2 separate regions of the Gossypium hirsutum genome follow, and region 2 is linked to region 1. A link is a contact called in public Hi-C data. All regions are on one chromosome and are shown on one strand. The core of a region is the stretch at or near the end of the contact, and the rest is flanking DNA. Distances in the headings are between cores, read along the strand shown.

The links. A called contact is a pair of places that touch in the nucleus more often than the background predicts.
Region 2: a Hi-C map of leaf shows a contact between it and region 1, with 2.9 times the contacts expected there. The contact joins the promoter of LOC107888994 here to the promoter of LOC107888989 in region 1. A contact is called at or near these places in 2 of 34 Hi-C or Micro-C datasets (leaf and petal).

Annotation. Positions count from the first base shown.
Region 1 is chrA09:59,941,583-59,948,147 of Gossypium_hirsutum_v2.1, forward strand. LOC107888989 (G-type lectin S-receptor-like serine/threonine-protein kinase B120) reads right to left here and starts at 4,000. Exons shown (of 7, transcript XM_016813269.2): 1 at 2,488-4,000; 2 at 2,135-2,245; 3 at 1,816-2,060; 4 at 1,508-1,718; 5 at 1,171-1,408; 6 at 926-1,073; 7 at 405-827. The coding sequence starts at 3,805. The coding sequence ends at 519.
Region 2 is chrA09:60,094,344-60,100,908 of Gossypium_hirsutum_v2.1, forward strand. It overlaps LOC107888994 (vacuolar protein sorting-associated protein 28 homolog 1), which reads right to left and starts at 3,301. Exons shown (of 2, transcript XM_016813274.2): 1 at 3,112-3,301; 2 at 1,679-2,624. The coding sequence starts at 2,481. The coding sequence ends at 1,852.

The DNA of each region.
Region 1 (6,565 bases), core at 2,750-5,249:
CAAAATTTTTATGTGTTTTTCATGATGTTATGTAATCATGTGTATCAAGTAATTGACAATTCCTAAAGTTAATGCTTAATTGCTGTTAAAACATAACTCATAATTATCTATTTACTAAATCATTATGTACTGAATGCACTATTGAATAGCATTAGTTTTCTTTAGCCGTATAATGTGGAATTTTCAGAAACTTTTATCCTACATAAATAGCTAACCCATAGTCTAATAACTTTAGAAATTTTAAAGGGTTTAAAGGAAAAGTCTCCCATTTAGAGGGGCTTGAGCCTCTCTGCTTGCCCCTGAAAAAGAAAACAAAAGTAGAGAGCCATTTGAAGTTTTTTTATATGTATTTAAAGGATCATTATAAACTGATATCTTTATCTATGTTTAGATATGCATCGAACACTAGTGTCAAACAATGATATCACAATTTTTAATTGATCAATAGTGTAACAAAAGAATTACGTATTTATCAACATAGGAAAATAATGGAATAGGGGAAGTAAACAAGTACAAAGCTATCTTCCAACTACCATTGTTACAGTAAGATTGTTTGAAGATACAATTTCATGACCATCTGAAATAAAATCTGCATCTATGGAACTCCTCATGGAAGCATAAGAGGGTTGCCTTGGCATCGGGAGTGTCGGTGTTTCGCTCTCAAGCAGTAACATCACGGCTGCCATTGTTGGCCTATGCATTGCAGAATCTTGCACGCACAACATGCCTATGTGAATGCATTTCAACATTTCATTAGGGGAGCATGAATCCCGAATGGAAGGATCGACGAGGTCCATTGCTTTATCTTCATTCCAAAGATCCCATGCCTGAAAACCAGTTCAACAGCTGATATCAGAAAAAACAAGTTTACTAATACATGTTTGAAACATACCTTTGGCTGCAAAATGATGCATTTTATACTTACATATGTTATAAGACTTGTGTGCTCCATTGATCGGAAACTAGTATTTCTCCGGCCGCAAATGATTTCTAACAACAATACCCCAAAGCTATAAACATCTGACTTCACCGAAAATAAGCCTTCCATGGCATATTCAGGCGACATATATCCACTGCAATATAAGAAAAGGATTGCATGTGTCAAGCTACTGAAACTTGTTTGAAAGTTGAGCTTTTTGTTAAAATATCTATCAAACATGTTGAGCTTACTATGTGCCAACCACTCGAACTGTATTTGCTTCGTGTTGATTACCCCCGAAGATTCTAGCCATCCCGAAGTCGGAAATCTTTGGATTCATTTCTCCATCCAACAAAATGTTGCTGGCCTTTAAGTCTCTATGAATTATTCGAAGTCTCGAATCTCGATGGAGGTAAAGGAGTCCTCTAGCAATGCCTTCGATGATGCTGAGGCGGGTTCTCCAATCTAGCTTTTCTTTCCTGGCCTCATCTGCCATAAAATTTATCAGGAAACTTCAGCTGTAAGTACAAAGAAATGGCTGCAAAAACTAATAATAAATCCAGGCTTTGCCCTTCTTGCGGGACTTACTGAAAAGAAAGTAGTCCAAACTTTTATTAGGCATATACTCATAAATCAGCATCTTTTCATCCCCTTGAATGGAGCAACCTAAGAGCCTAACAAGATTCCTATGCTGCAGTTTGGCAATGAGGATAATCTCATTCTTAAACTCCTCTAAGCCTTGGCATGACTTGGCTGAAAGCCTCTTTACAGCTATTTCTTGACCTCCAGGAAGCTCTCCCTGTTGACAAGGATAAACAAATATTACCACCTTTAGTTCAATGACATTACACATATTACATACATAACAATTTGATGAAGTTACTAAAGAAAATCACCTTATATACAGCACCAAAACCCCCCTGCCCAAGCCTGTTTCCTTCAGAAAAGTTGTTTGTTGCAGCTGCCAAGCTACCAAGGTTAAAAATTGGTAATTCCGGCCTATTAACTTGATTCCCGTCAATAAGGATGCCGGATGATACTGAAAGATCTGCTGATAATTCTTTGCTCTTCGACTTGGACTGTACAAGAACTGCTATATCGTTGTCCTTGCAACATGGCATTGACGAAACTGCAGGCAAACCTGAAAAAAAGAGCTGAAAAATCAATACCAAGTAGTAGACTATATGGCTTTCGAGAAGGAGAAAAAGTGATTACCTTTTGGTTTCTTCTTGTAGATCCATAGTAGCCAAAGAGCTACCATTAAGCTGCATGCCCCCACCAGAGAAATTATAATTATAACAAGTTTAGATATCTTCCTCCTGCCATCTATGATTGAAATGAAAAGAAAAAAAAAACGGTGTTAATAGATCACACAAGTATTGTTTCAAGATTCAATTTTGGCTCGGATTTATGCAGCCAAATGCAACAGAACTTTAATGTTCAAACCTTAAAATGAAAGAATGAACTCAACCATTCATAGCCTGCTAACATATGAAATTTAGTAGATGCCTTGCAAGGCAGGAAAATTTAGCTTCTAATTACTAATAACATAAAGGAAGTTAGCTTACCTAATTCAGAATGATGGAGACGATAAAAGAACTCTAAACTTCCACTTTGATCCAAATGTGAAATATCAACCAAATCTTCTGTCCACATCATGCATCCAATACCGGAAACAAATGCATATGCGTTACACGAACAATTTCCCAAGCAGCTTCTTCCGCAAGCATCTAAGTTGCTTGCAGACAGGAACAAGTTCGATAAATCGGGTAACTTGATGCACTTCAATCCCTTAAATCCATCTGGTTCACCGGTACCATTGGTCCTCTGGCACTGCAACTCGATCTTCCGTTCACATCCACCTGACCAGTTCCCTCTACTCCATTGATCCGGAAACTTTGGTCTAAACCCTTTTAAACAATTGCAACTTAAAGAATTGGAGTTGTCACAGGTTGCATATTTCCCACAAAGATTGTAAAGTTCACATCTATTAGTAGGGTCAGGATGTAATTGTAGATCTTCCCATTTTTTCTCGTCCTCATTCCATCTCAACTGATGCTCCCTTCCATCCCACCCTACTCGAAATCTCAACAAATCAGAAGGGTTTGAAGGATTATATGTGAAATACTGTGTCCTATTTTCATCAGGCTGAGAAAGCTTGAATCCATATAAGAAACTAGCAATGTTACTCATATTGGAAACACCTGTGAAAATCACTGAATTCCATTGACCACTTCTCCACCTTCTTTTTATATGATCCCATATTATGATCTGTGGTCCTCCATGAGGATCAACACCCACAGTATAGTTCCCTGGTGATGGATCATTAGCTGATTTCCATGCTGTGAAAGCACGGTACTCACCTATTGCTGAATTCACCGGTACTCTCATTCCAGGCAGAAATGTATCAGTTGGATGACTGAAGCTTTGCCAATGGACTCCATGGGTATCACCAATGCTTTCATTGCTTGATAACACAAAATTCCCTGAATTCTGGAGAATTGCAGCCGTGTTGTTCGATGAAAACCTTGAAACATTAGATGACCAAACTAAACTGTTATTACCATCGAACACAACCAAGTTACCATCAACACCAATCCTCAAAGCTCCATCATTGCCAGATATTGGATTGTTTCGATTTGCAACCCAAACAACTGCTTTCACATCAACCTTGTACCATATCCCAAGAAATCTAAGTGTGGAGTTTTCAGGACTGAAGAATCCCAGTTCGAAAATCTCAGCTTCAGATATCAACGTGTCACCATCCCTTACCGTTTGGCCTTGTCTGATTATATCAACCCCATCACAAATCCGAACAAGAGAACATAGAAGAAAAATGGATGAAACAAGTAAAACAAAAACTGGGTTGTTGATATTAGTTTCCATATCACAGTCTATGAGGAGAAATGCAGAGGTTAGGAATATTTGTGGGGGTATTCATAAACAAGGTTCAAAACGGTGGCCTTGTTTGTCTGCGGATTAAGAAGACAATTTAGACTCTAAAACCTGCAGAAAGTACTTTTTACATATACTTTGGGTTTTTATGTTTTTGACCATTGAAACATAAAAAAGAAGCGGCGGTGACGGCTGGCGGGATGCGGAAGAACAAAATGGACGGCCTTTTGGAGTTTGGACCCATCCATCGTTTTAACTAAAACTAGGGGAGGCGATTAGCAATTCTAAAATTCTTGTTTATTATTTTAATTAAATTAAAATATTCAAATCTAAATATTATTTAAGTTTGAAAAAGTTATATATCTTTAAATATTCAAATTCACAATATTTATAATTTTGATTATTAAATATTTTTAATTATTATTTAAATAATAACAATTTTGCAAATCAAATGAGCAACTGTCCATAATATGAAATAAACATCTAATGTAAAAATCCAAAGCAACCACGTGAGAAATATGAATGGGCATTAGTTATTAAATATGAAGGTAATAAAGTTGACCAAAGGTTATTGTCACATGCCGTCATCAACTACTTATGGGGGCCATTTTTCTGCCCTGGATTTGGACTACTTGCAATGGCATGAACCATCTGGTCAACCTCGGTCATTGGGTCTTCCTTCAGAAATTACTATAAATATTAACATTAAATAGTTATTTTTTATATTAATTAAAAAAAAGTAAAAAATAAAATAAGGTTTTACTAATTCAGTAGATTTAAGTATGATTTGTCAATTGAGTTATAATTTAATTGGTATTGACATTATTATTAATGTAGAAAGATGTGACTTTGAGTGCGCTGAATCATATTATCCTCTTTATGAGTTGGGGAGAGACTATAGATAATTCTAAGCACTGTGTCAAAAAAGAGCGAATATGATCAGAATCTATAATGAGATTGCTAAAAAAATAAGTATGGTTTCATATAGTTCTAATTGAGATGTGCATTATTCTCACTTTTAGTTGCTTGAAGTTTTGGTCATAAGGTTGGATGGAATGAATGTTAGGAAAATTGTGGAGGGTTAAATTTGAAATTTAACCCTTTTATTTTTATTTTAAAGAATTTTTTCTTTTTACATTTTTGAATTGAAAATGTAAAACTAATTGATGAAATTAAATTCAAATTTAATTTAATGTCATTTTTTTTTGTTATATGACTATTAGGGGAGTATTTGTTTCATTTCAAAATGTCATACTAACAGATTTAATAGTAAGATTTTAACAATGTTAATTATTTGACTTAAATTTTGTAATTTGAATAATAAAAAGGACTGAATTCCTAAAAAGAATGTTATTTTTGTTTACTAAATGGAATGGTTTCATGTGAGGCCCCCCTGCAGCGCATATTTTCCACAAGAAGGAGGTTTTACCCCTCATGCTGTTGGAGTCGGACAAGGACCCTCTGAGGTTTGATCGCTACCAAGGCATTCCCCCATACCTGAAACCAATGACCATTCTAGTATGGAACTGTAGAGGGGCCAAGCACCATGACTTTGTCCCCATTGTACATATCATGTGAATTACTGAAACTAAAGCCCGTGCTAGCGAGGTTCTGAGGATTGTGGACAAGCTTCCTTTTGATGCTTGGATTGACACTACGGCTATTCACTGTAAAGGAAGGTATTTGGCTTTTATGGCTCTCTTCGACTACCACTATTACACGTCTTTGCGACACTGAACAAGAAATCCACATTTATGATATTATGAAGGGAATTAATTATAATAGAATTAAATTAAAAAAAATATAGTTTTTAGACACTAATAAAATAATTTTACATAATTAAATTTTAAAAATAATAAAGTATTATTATACACTTATCTATATTTAATATACTTTTCAACTTAATTAGACTTTAATTAAATTACTTAAAATAATTAATTTTTTAAATTATAAACAAATATCTTTTCTTCTTTTACAAATTTTAATCATTTTGTTTTTTCCATAAGTTAATATATTTTATTTTGTGCAACCAAATTTTTTTTAAAAAAATTAGTAATTTTTGTACCATTTTTTCCATGTCATTTGCATATAATTTTTGTAATTATTTTAGCATGAACCTCAAACCTTGAACTCGAATTATGAACCTTAAACCTTGAGCCTTGAACCTTAAACCTTGAGCCTTGAAATTTAAGGTTTGGATTCGAAATTTAAAATTTAGGGTTTAAGGTTTAAGTTTTGAGTTTGGGGTTTGCGATTATGGGTTTATGGTTTTGATTTAAGGTTTGTGGTTATAGGTTTAAGGTTTTGATTTAGGATTCAATGGTTCGGGGTTATGAGTTACGAGTTCAAGGTTCGTTAGAGTGTAAGGATTTGGTTGTTTGTTGGAATGAACAGAGCCTTGGTTTTGGTTTTAGTATTGATTTAAGTGACTAATTCGGTGGTTTATTGGTCAATTTTAGGTGCTGAGTGGCTCGTGAGTGTTTTCGCATTGAAATCGTACCAGGTGTGTTCCCAAAACGCAGAAAATTGAGCTTCGGCGAAAGCCAAAAAAATCACATTGTCGAGACCACATGGGTGTGTGCCTGGCCGTGTGCGAGACACAGCCGTGTGGCCGTGCGCAAGACACGACTGTGTGGCGGTGTAGGTGTGGCCGTGTGAGCCACACGGGCTAGACAAAGTTGGGCATGTAGGTTTTTGGCTAGGCCGTGTGGGCCACACGGGCGTATGGGCTAGACGGGCGTGTGGGTCCAT
Region 2 (6,565 bases), core at 2,051-4,550, 150 kb after region 1:
TGGAACCCAAACAGTTTGATGGGCCTTATCTCTCTTTAGTAATCCATGATATTGAAATAATCTTACACTATATAGTTTGGCACAAATGTGGTTTTTATTCAGGCATTTTATGAAATGATATGAAAGTCGTAATGAAGAACAAAAGTCCAAACACCAATGTCTGTTTCTTTTTGGTGTCAGGGAAAAGATTCAGTGGGCTCAATGTGAAGATTGTTTCAACTTTTCAAGTGGCATAGATTTGCCTGGTAAAGTACTGGTTTGATTATCACCTTCTCTGCAGTAATGCAGATTGCAATTCAATCCCTTGTCAGATGATGATCATAACATAACAAAAATCCTCAGCTTTCACCTTTCAAATGCCAAATCTACTCGAATATCCAGCCCCAGTGAGAACTGTCACTTGGACCAGATCCTAGCAGTACATGAAAAGATTGGCATATATAGTACATTACGTTTTAAAAATTAATGGTGATAGATAATATGCGATAATTGGTCAACCACCTCCTCGACATCTTTGCTTCGGAGAAGACGGTTATAGAAAAAGAAAGCACCAGTGTCAACAACCTTGGAGCTAGTTATCAACATGCTGAGAGGGGACCATCCAACAGTTTTCTCCATTAAAAACATCAGCTACTGGCAATGTACCATCTTACATGGACCATTTTAAGCATTTTCAAGGTCTAAATCTCAGTTGGATTACAAACTGGCAGCTTGGAGATGGAAACAGAGTGTTGTGATGGATGTTGATGGATACAGAAAGGATGACCAGGGTCAATCAAGCTATCTTGGTATCCAAAGGGTTTCATTGACTGTTCTGAAATTAACTGAAAGGGTTTCATTGGCAATATCCAATAAAAATAAAATTCAAGTCCCATCGGATAAAAAAGTCATACTTGGATAAAATAAATTCAAGACCGAATATGTGAATAATTCAAGCCCACCATTGTCAAGTTCAAACCTCAAATAATACATTAACCTGGCTTTTTTTTGTTATAATCCCTAGCTTCCTCCTAGTCTGTCAATAGCAGCTTGTGAAGAGAGAGACAAAGCCATAAGTCTCCCAGCAACTCCAAATAGGTAAAAAAAGTGACACTTTATATCAAAGTAGTTCATATGCAGCTTCATCAACTTCATATGTATTTGGTAAAGTAGCAATTCATGACTGAATTGATCACAAGTTAAAAGAAAAACACAAAGGAACAGCCATACCTGATCAACATGCAAGATGGAAATAAGACTGTTCATCTCAATAAATTCTTTGAAAATGTTGAGAATGAAGAAAGCAAAACTGTCCACAATGCAAACACCGTGAAACAACTATGTCCCAGAATGTACAACAATGCCACGCATGTTCCTCAAAGAGCCAAAATCATGAAGGTTAAGAAAGATCCAATGCAGCTAGTTGAAGCATTCTATGTTATGGTACTGGATCATCTGCAGGTTGAACCAGAACCTCAGTGGCCACTGGCTTGGACATAGAAGCACTGGTTAAGGCTCAAGGACCACTAACTCGACCACATTGAAAATGGCACAGTTTGACATTCGTAAATGAAAATGAATGCCAGCCTTTGAATGGAATTACCCTGGATTTCAAAACTGTCTGCTATATATTGGATAAACAATTTATATACAAAACAACAATCAAGGGGAATGAATATATTAATATTACAAAACCAAATTAAAGCATATATTCTTTCTCATAGAACGACAATCAGCAGCACACAAATAGCATCTTGAGCTTTAAACAATCCAAGAACTCTCAAAATGAATACACTGTTTTACCAACTTAAAACATCCGTTCTCACCAGATTGAAGCACTAAACAAAAATATGGAAATATTGGATTTTACTTTCAAGTACCAGCATTAGGCAAAGCTGCCATAAATGAATTGTATGAAGATTCCAAGTCAAAATGGAGCTGCCTAGCTTGCTGTTCTGTTAACTCATCCGCTGCCCCCATCTTAGCCAACCTTGAAATCCATTCCCTCATTTTGATCTTCCCCTCGAAATCAGGTGGCAAAATACCAAGCTTATTGAGTGATGCTGAGAGGTCAGACAACAATGGATATACTTGATCAACAGCCACCATGTTGAGTTTCAATGAATCCATGGCAGTAATAAAATTCTGCACACATTCAGCCACAATGGCAGCCGAGGTAGTCGCTGAGGCAGCTGCCGCGGCCCGGTGCTCCACCGTGGCTGGCACCCCAGAGGTCACCAAACGATTTATAGCGGCCGGACAGTCCATTTTATATGTATCTGCAAAACGTTCAATACTAGGGACCGTATCTTTGAGTGTTGAAGCCAAGGTCTTGAAATGGGCAATAAGCTTTTGGCATTCAGTCTCATATTCAGATGATGAAATAATATCCCTCACATAAGCTTTTTCAAGCTTCTCTGTTGCCTTGATAATGGCATACAGCTCTGCAAAATTCTCATACATTTCTCTCTCGCGCTTGTCGTTCCATAGCTTAACCTCCATTTAAGCAAAGGCTTGGTATATTACTATACTGAAACAAAAAAAGGGGTCAACTTTGGGATCAACTAAAATGGGGTTTTAAGTTCAAGTTTTGGAGGATTGGAGAAGAGAACGGGACACGCGCAAAGAGAACTAAACTTTATTCACTGCAAAAAAAAAAACGCTGAAATTAGATTGCTATCCATTCTTCATTAATAAAGATTCTATTTTTTTCTATACATAACACATAAATCCAACCAAAATCAAAATCATTAAGAAAAAGAAAAATACCCAGAAATGAAAACATGAACTTCATGACATCTTCATCATCAAAAACTAAAAAAAGATCAGACTTTTACTTCTATATGATTTCCCTAAGCAAACAACAATAAAAACACTAAAAGGGCATAGAAAAAAGATGATCAAGAACCAAAAAGTGAAACAACCCCAGAAACTTTCCTTACCTTAATTCATCCCAAAACGAGATAATAGCCCTAACAAAATTCTGTGTTTTCACAGATCAAATAATTATAGGAAAAAAGAAAAGAAAAAAAAAAGGGTTGCTTTCTTTTCATTAAATTGATAAAAAGAAACAAATAAATAATAATAATAATAATGGGGTTGGGGGTCCTGAGGGAAGGTGGGATGACTTACGATACAACAATACAAAGGAAATGAAACGCGGCTTCGAATGTCGTGCAGAGGTGTGGCGCTGTTTTGCAGCAGAGAGAGAGAGAGAGAGAAGGAAGGGATTGCGTGTAGGTATAGAGGGTGGAATTATATTATTATTAGGTGCTTACGGCATCTACGTGTAGCAGTTGGGAAATGACCTGAAAAGTAAAACACTTCCCTCTTCCCTGCTATTATTGTGTAAAGTCTTTTACTTTGTGCCATTTTTTTATTTGATTTGATTGATGTTGACTCAAATTTGAACGTAGGCTTCAAGAATTTAGATAGTTCTTTAATTCCAGTGTTGTTTGAGAATATTATGTGAGAGAGGATGCCATTAAGATAAGTGTTTTCAAAGACCATCAGGTGTGGAGGGAAGCCGTCAAGGGTGTGAATGATTATCACCAAGGGTCTAAAGAGGCCCTTGACGCGCAGTAAGTTTGAAATGGTCTAGAGAATATGGATTCTAAAAAGTTTTGAAGCGTATCAAAAGTTCTAGTATACATATTGCGAGTTGAAGTACATAACAAACATATAAAGAATATTTAATAGAGGTGAATTGATGAAATGGGATTTATTCAATCTATTTGAATTGACATGATTTGTAGAATATTTTTATAGTTAAGTAAAACACTTTAAAGAAATTCAGGGCTACCATGGTAAATAGGAAAGTTAATATATATGTAATCTAATAAGATTTGATTTTGTAATATTAAAGAATTGAGTCAATACCTTAAGAATCTCAATTATAGATAGACTCTAATATGTACCGTTAGATTAGGAGGAGTTTAATTATAAATAGAGGCATTTCACTATTTGTTTTTATTTAGTTATAATCCTTCAAAGTAATAGAGATACTTTGAGAACATTTATTCAAATATTATGTGTGTGTTTCTTTCTTGTGGCATTTTCTGTTCTTTCATTACTCTTTTGTTTTGAGTTGCTTTTGTTTTATTTTTCGATACCTTAAAGAATTTCTATCAAGAATTCACTATATAAACTGCGAGACTAAAATTATAATCCCAAGACACTAGGATATACAAAAAGATTCTAGAAACATAGAAGAGTTCAAATGGTAGCTAAAGGACCAAAACCTAAAATAAGGTAAATTGTCCTAAAAGTTCTAAAACAATGTAGCCTAAGCTAACGTAGAATATTTTAAAGATACGTTATGGATCAATTATTCATAATTGTAGTATCAAATGGGCTTAACTTATATATAAGAGGCACCCCTTCCTCATTTGTATGTAACTTGGGATTTAAGTAAATAAGACTTTTAACATTCTCCCAACGCTTTAGTCTTAAAGTGTGTTCAGGATTTGTTGTTGATGTGTCGTGAAACTAATTAAAAATTTGACTAAGGCAGGTGCACTTATCAATTAATAGTATAACTATGGTGAGCAAATATATCATTCTCACGAATACTAAAAGTACTAGTAATTATTGTCTTTCTATTATTTAATCGAATAATTGAGAGATTGATTAAAAACTAAAATTAACTAATTTTATTAACTAACGAACATGAAAAAAAACAAAACACGAAAATAATCGATTAACAACCAAGAAGCGAAACAATACCTAAGAAAGAATTAACCTAGATTTCATCTATCACCATAAATCTAAATTACGAAATTTCTTTACTTAGTACCATGATTTATAGAAATCCCTAAATTATGCTAATATCTCTTTCATGTATAAGAGCAACTGACTCTAGGTAGATTAATTGAAATTTCTTTCCAATTAAAAACCTCTATTAGCGCATTAACTCGTGCTATGGATTCCCCTATTAGATTTGGCTTTAATCGGGTAGATTTATGTTAACCTATTTCTAGGATTGTATGCAACTCCACTCAATTATGTAAGATCTAATCTTAAACAGTGTCTATTCAACCACCAAATTAAGCACATTAAATATGAATCAATACTCTAAAAATATTAAACAAAGAATTAAGAACACATAATTGAGAACAAGAAACTAAGTATTTATTGTGTAAAATAAAAATCAAACGAAAGAATCCATAATAGGGTTCATCTACCTAAATATTTAGAAAACTAGTTCATTCTTGAAAATAGAAACATCCAAGATATAGTATAACCAAAATAAATAAAGAAACTCATGATAATCCCCTAATAAATCAATTGGGAACTTTCAATCTTGACAGAAATCTGCTTCAAAGTCAGCTTTAATGGTATTTTTCGAGTTATTTTCTTGAATATTCTATGACGATTTACTTCTGTCTTCTTATTTTTGTCACATATATGTATTAGAATGCTTGAAAAACCTAAAAATAGTGATTTTTGTAGTTTGGTGTGCAATTTCGTGAAATCGGCATAACCTACCACACGTCTGTGTGGGTCACACGACCGTGTGGTTTGGCCGGCTCATACAGCTTGCTTCGATGCTTCGATTTTCACTCATTTTTTGTTCCTTTTACTCCCAAGTGCTCTATTAAGCATTAAAACATGAACTTAAAGGATTAGGAGTATAATATTCACAATTAACATCTGATAATCACCAAAAAAACGTATTAAGAATGAGTTTAAACATGTTACTTTTAGCACTTATTAGTTGTTGGAGGCAAAAAAGCTTCACTCCAAAAACAATCTCAAACACCTAGCTTTGGGGTGGAAAGTGCAGTGAAAGAGTGTTTTTTACCCAAATGCAAAAGCTGGGGTTTAGCTATTTTTAGCTTTTGACTTTTGCATTTTAAAGTACAAATTATCAAAATACCATTATTTGTATTAACCATTTAAAATGTATTTAAAATTTTGGATTAATTTATATTTTATGTATCATTTATTAAATTATATGAATATTATTTACAAATATAATTATGTTAATTTATTTAAATATTATTAATTATTATATTTAAAAGTTTAAAATTTTTCATGTATAATTAAATTTACAAATAATTTATTAATTATTAAACAATATTTAAAAAATACATTTTATGTATAATTATATTAAATTATTTAAATATTATCTAATTTAATTTATTTTTTAATTTCTAACATCATGTGTAAATTAGACATTTTAACTTCCCATCGTAGTTTTTGAAAACAATGTCAAACACCTTAAATTAACAAACCACACTTTTTCATAACATTTTTCCCGACGCACTTTCTAAAATTATATTTTTCAAACTAAGCTTTTCAAAAGCACTTATCAATTGCAGTAGAAATGTCAAATTGGCCCTTAGCGTGCTTTAGAGTGCTTTCTTAGTGTGCTTATTAGATCCTAGAAACTAGCTAGTGCCTCTTCAAGAAAGATTAAAGGTTAATTTAGGTAATGTTAGCATAAGACTCTTGTCTAAGGCAGCAAGTAACATCCTTGATATTTTTCAAGAAGTGGAAAACGTCAATTTAGGTTGACACGTATTCCAAAATTTCGGAAATGACAAAAATAAAATTAATAATATTAGTAGAAAATATGATTGGA